2 separate regions of the Capsicum annuum genome follow, and region 2 is linked to region 1. Evidence: chromatin contacts called from public Hi-C data. All regions are on one chromosome and are shown on one strand. Each heading gives the region's core, a stretch centred on a gene start, on an enhancer-like site or on the middle of the called end of the contact. The rest is flanking DNA. Distances are from core to core; before and after follow the strand shown.

The links. Hi-C and Micro-C count contacts between places; a contact is called where the count stands out from the background.
Region 2: a Hi-C map of leaf shows a contact between it and region 1, with 3 times the contacts expected there. The contact joins two enhancer-like sites. A contact is called at or near these places in 3 of 5 Hi-C or Micro-C datasets (bud and leaf).

The regions. Positions count from the first base shown.
Region 1 is chr4:18,006,614-18,009,337 of UCD10Xv1.1, forward strand. LOC107868176 (probable serine protease EDA2) reads left to right here. Exons shown (of 12, transcript XM_016714781.2): 12 at 1,001-1,301. The coding sequence ends at 1,116. Among protein-coding and RNA genes, the nearest start is that of LOC107868176, 15 kb to the left of the region's middle. Within about 2 kb of position 1,263, at least 1 of the 5 cell types and tissues checked has an H3K27ac peak or open chromatin away from gene starts, as enhancers often do. A contact at or near this core is called in leaf, where this site is marked.
Region 2 is chr4:18,059,143-18,061,962 of UCD10Xv1.1, forward strand. It overlaps the pseudogene LOC107868175. Among protein-coding and RNA genes, the nearest start is that of LOC107868174, 46 kb to the right of the region's middle. Within about 2 kb of position 1,334, at least 5 of the 5 cell types and tissues checked have an H3K27ac peak or open chromatin away from gene starts, as enhancers often do. A contact at or near this core is called in leaf, where this site is marked.

The DNA.
Region 1 (2,724 bases), core at 13-2,512:
TCTTCTAGGATTCTCATCTTGATCAATATTTTCTCCTGGGAATACCTTGTACAATGTCTCATAATTTAGATATGTAACTCTATTTTTTAGATGTTTGAATTATTTAAAGCTGAATCCCTGCACCCATCCCCGTACCTAGATCCGTACCCTCAAATCTTAAAATTTAAATCATGAAGGATCCGACCTCTAGATCCGCCTCATCTGTATCAGACACCTGAAGCTGAGTCCGAGCAACTTAGCTTACTTAAACCCCCATCCTTCCTTTTCCTTTGCTTGCTATTTTTCTATTTACTCTTAAATTGATCTCTTTGGTCACTGCTGCAGTTATTGGTCTTAAAATTTTTTTAACACCTCTAATTATGTTGTTGTCAACTATGACTCTGAACTTGCAATACAATGAGAAACTAATTGTGAATGTCAATGGAAGAAACTGTCAGATCCTATCACGTAGGATTATCCTAAGGGGGGTGAACAAGAGGGTGTGTGGAAAGCAATAAGCATAAGTAAGATGTCAAAGAAAATTACCTTTTTTCACCTGGTTTGCCACATAAAATGCAGTTTCTAGTGAGGGTAATCTTAGGAGCAGATGAATTTTGTAAGACGAGTTTGGAGAAGATGCAAGGCGTATTTAAGTGTAATCGTGAAAATGTTCACAGCCTTGACCATGTCTTTTTTATATTTGACATCAAGTTGGGTAATATTAGAGATTGTGGCAGAGCAGTTGCGACGTTGAGGCTAAAGAGAATTGGAAAGCCAAAGTTAAATAAAATTAGTCGATGTTTGCATCAAATCGGATAATTGTCTGAATACAGCTTCCAGTCTCCACACACGATAACAACAACAACAACCCAATTAGCTGTAGTGTGTTCCAATTCTAGATGCTTCTTTTTCATATCATGTCACAAAGTTTACCAGCGTGATTGTGTGCATTGATCGTCAACCTGTCTTTGAAATTATGGTTTGTGAAATGCATTTTATGACAATTCTTTCATATCCACAGGTGATGCTAAAAACTGCAGTTCCCCTGATGCAATTCGGAAAGTAAGGGAAAAGATTGTTGAACATATCGATTTGTGGTTGTCGCAATGCCAGGATTTAGGTAGGAGCTCAATGTGAAAACATCATCTTAGAGCTATACAAATTGACGCGTGCATACTTTATGTCGTTTTAAACAAACCACTAAATTATGTATCTCGTCCTGGACAGATTTATAGTTGGTCAGCCATGAACGATGTTATCTGTATCAGTTGATTTCGTGTACTGCGACTTGCTACTAAATATGAAAAAAATGTCTTCTCTGAGTTTCCTTTCGTAAGAGTAGTGCATTATGTAATGTGTTAGCAGAACCATGGCTCACGGCTTCACCGTGGGGTATGTGGAATCTTTCTTTGTCGCGAACCCCATACCTCTATAATAATGGCAGCGTCAGAGATGGCCTTAAGGCGGAATTGACTGGCGTTTCACTTATTTGAGTATTTTTAACATAATGCTATGGCTGGAAATCTGGTTTTCCTAGGAAAAAGGAAAGAAAATGTAAACTACACAGACATTTTGGTTTCATACCGAGTGTGCATCGGTCGATTTGATTTATTGATTTTCGATTTGTCAACATGCTAAATCGATAACCAAATCAATTAGATACTTATTATCGGTTTTCAGTTCATCGGTTGTGGTTCTTACCGGTTTCATTTATCGGTTTAATCAATAAGAAAATGTTTTCTTTATTTTTCTGCACTTCTCTTCTTATTTTTATATGTTCATATATATTCAAATACATTATTACTAAAACAATTTTTTTTTTATTAAGCAGTGAGCTTGAATGCAGTAACAACTGATAACTATTTTTCAGAAAAGAAAATCAATTTAGGTTTATAGTTTATAGTAATGGGTGGAATTACAACAAGTTTATAAAGAAAAGAACAACATTAAGATAACAACAATAACATATAAAAAATAATAGGGTATATAGTTAAAATATAAATTCACTATTATATAATTACGGATAACAATATAATTTTAATATAATCTTATTGGGTTATCGATTTAACCGTTAACTAAAATCGAAAATCAAACCGATATTTTAATAAAAAAATTCTAAAACATTTAAAAAATTGTTAATTCAATAATTCGGTATCGATAAATCAATAACAATTTTTTTGATTTGATTTATTAGTTAAATCGAGTTTTGCACAACCCTAATTTTATGCCTTGGGTGCTTTTTGGAGTGGTGACAAATATGAGTTACCTTCTTTGGTGAGTCAACCCGAAAAGCTAGGTGGGTTTTCTATTTGGATACTGGTATTTAACTTATACCCAATTTTTAAAACTTCGAAACAACATAAGGTGTCAAGCCTAAATATCTGAAGTTAGCTAGAGTTCGGACAAAAATGACTCGATATAGTCATATACTATTGAAGTTTACGTAGAAATGATTGAATTCCAGTCCTACGTTTCTCATCTTTAGCTATATGAAATTTTAGTTACCGCATATCTGAAGTTATTTCAAAGTGACTAGACTTACAAATTTTACGTACTAACCGGTGATCCCCTGATTGAATATTTGTGCACTTCAGCCAAGGTAAAAGGGCAGGTCTTAACCCATCAAATTTCAAATCGTAAGCCAACTAGCTGTTGGAGATTTCTCTTATAAAAACAAAAGAAATATAATATAAATATACATCTGTAACTTATTATACTATACAAATTTTCATCATTATAAAGTAA
Region 2 (2,820 bases), core at 84-2,583, 53 kb after region 1:
TATTTAATGTAATGTTTGAACTCATTAAAGTGAGGTATACGTGCAAGACGCGTACACCTAAACTAATATATATATATATATATATATATATATATGACTTATTATATATTTTTCTTAATTTCTCGTTAATTTCTACAAATTAACAAATTTATTATTTCAATTATGCAAACTCTTAATTTCTCCTAACATCCTTTAGTTCAAACTTGAAGGTTCGTGTAAATTAAAACACATCATGTAGAATTTTTTATGGCAACTAAGATTCAATTTTTTTTTCATGTTAGTTACTACTACTTCTATTTTATGAATATTTTCTTATCGGTTAAACCGAAAATCGAACCGTTAAGTACTAAAAACCGATAAACCAAAAATCGATAAAAAATATCTTATTGATTTGGTTATTGGTTTAGCATATTTAAAAATCAAAAATCGAGAAACCAAATCGATAATATATAAAAACGAACTGAACCGACCGATGCACACCTCTATTTAAATCAATTAATCTCAAAAGTAAATACGAAATACTAAATTCAAAATTTTTCAACATAAATTCAAATCAGTCAATCTTAAAGCAAATAGCAAAACACCAAATGCAAGATCTTTCCGATAAAAAATTGAATTAATCAATCTCAAACTAAATACGAAATACCAAATTCAAAACTTTTCAACACAAATTTAAATCAGTCAATCTCAAAAGTAATACAAAATATCAAATTCAAAACTTTTCGACACGAATTCAAATCAGCTAATCCCAAAAGTAAATACGAAATACGAAATTCAAATTTTTTTGACATAAATTCAAACCAGTCAATCTCAAGGTAAATAACAAAACACCAAATGCAAGATCTTTTATACAAGAATTCGAATCAATCAATCTCAAAGTAAATACGAAATACCAAATTTAAAACTTTCCAACACAAATTTAAATCAGTCAATCTCAAAAGTAAATTCAAAATACCAAATTTAAAATTTTCCGCCACAAATTTTAATCAGTCAATTTCAAACGTAAATACGAAACACCAAATTCAAAACTTTCCGACATAATTCAAATGAGTTAATCCCAAAACAAATACAAAATGTCAAATTCAAAAATTTTCAATGTAAATTCAAACCGATCAATCTCAGAGTAAATACTAAACACCAACTAAAAAATAAAAATAAAAATTGTCATGGGTTTATTACACAAAATAAACACATTACACGTGTAGTCCTTTTTGTCGGTTTTAGTTCACAAAATTTTATTACATACTTACCCAACTACTAGTATAGTATACTATTCAATCAAACACTAATCGAAAAAGTGTAAAGTCTACCCCTTTATATACTCAAAAGAAATTGTACAATAACATTTATATAAACAGTCAATAATGACGAATGTTCATTCACATAATTCATTACCCCAACTCTGACACTTCACGTTCCGTGTAGGGTTTTGTATATCTCCACTAAAAAAAAAAGCGAAAAATTTAATTAAAAATCTAATTAAAATTTCCAGATATGGATGAATCTCCGCCGATCGTCGCCCCGGTTACCTTCACAGGAGCTGAAGGAGTAGTCGCCGGAGGAGGTGGCGGTGGTGCGGTTGCTGCTACTGCCGGAGGCGGCGGAGCTGGTACGGTCGGAAACGTGATCGTCGTCGGCGGAGTTGAGAAGAGGAAGAGAGGAAGGCCGCCACGTGGACAGGGGAAGACGGCGGCGGCGGTGAAGGTGCAGAGAGTGGTGGTGGAGGAAGATGAGGAGGAGGATGTTTGTTTTATATGTTTCGATGGTGGTTCGCTTGTTCTATGCGATCGCAAGTGAGTTGAGTTTAGTTTAGTTGAATTAATCTTTGTTTTTTTCGTCGTCTTGTGTAGTGATTTTGAGTTTATTTTGCATTGTGAAAGTAGTAAATTGAGTGAAATTGGTGTAGAGGAGTTTGGAATTTGTTAGGATTGAGGTGTAGTTAGATTGATTTTTGGCAATTTTTGGATGCTAGTTTAGTGTTTTTTCATAATCTCATAAGTATTTTGTCACAAAATTGTTTTTTTTTTGTCGTTTTGTGTAGTGATTTTGAGTTTATTTGCATTGTGAAAATAGTAAATTAAGTGGAATTGGTTTAGAGGATTTTGGAATTTGTTAGGATTGAGGCGTAGTTAGATTGATTTTTGGCAATTTTTGGATGCTAGTTTAGTGTAGTTTTTGATAGTCTCATAAGTATTTCGTCACAAAATTGATTTTTGCTTTCATTTCTATATTGTGAAAGCGAGGGGGAACCTTGGATTAACGGGTAAAGTTGTTGTCATGGGATTCGAGCGGTGTAAACAACCTCTTGCATTTCTGCAAGGGAAATGCTGTATAGAAATTAGTTTTGTATTTTGGTTTCATTTTGCATTAGAAGGTACTAAATTGAGTGAAATTGGTATGGAGGATTTTGGAATTTGTTAGGATTGAGGTTTAGTTGATTGATTTTTTGAATTTTTGGATGCTAGTTTAGTATATTTTTTGCTAATCGCATGAGTATTTTTATCCCTAAAGCATTTTACTTTCATTTCCATATTGTGAAAGTGAAGGGGAGCTTTGGAGTCACTGGTAAAATTGATTAATCACAATCACGTGCTTTTTTTGGTCATTTTGACAAATTAGTTTCTAATTTTGCCTTCATTTTACATTGCGAAAATACTAAATTGAGTGAAATTGATGTTGAGGATTTGGGAATTTGTTAGGATTGAGGCATAGTTAGATTGGATCTTTTTTCTTCCAATTTTTGGATGCTGGTTTAGTGTTTTTTGCTAATCTCATTAAATGCTTTATCCAGAAAGTGTTTTGCTTTCATTTCCATGTTGT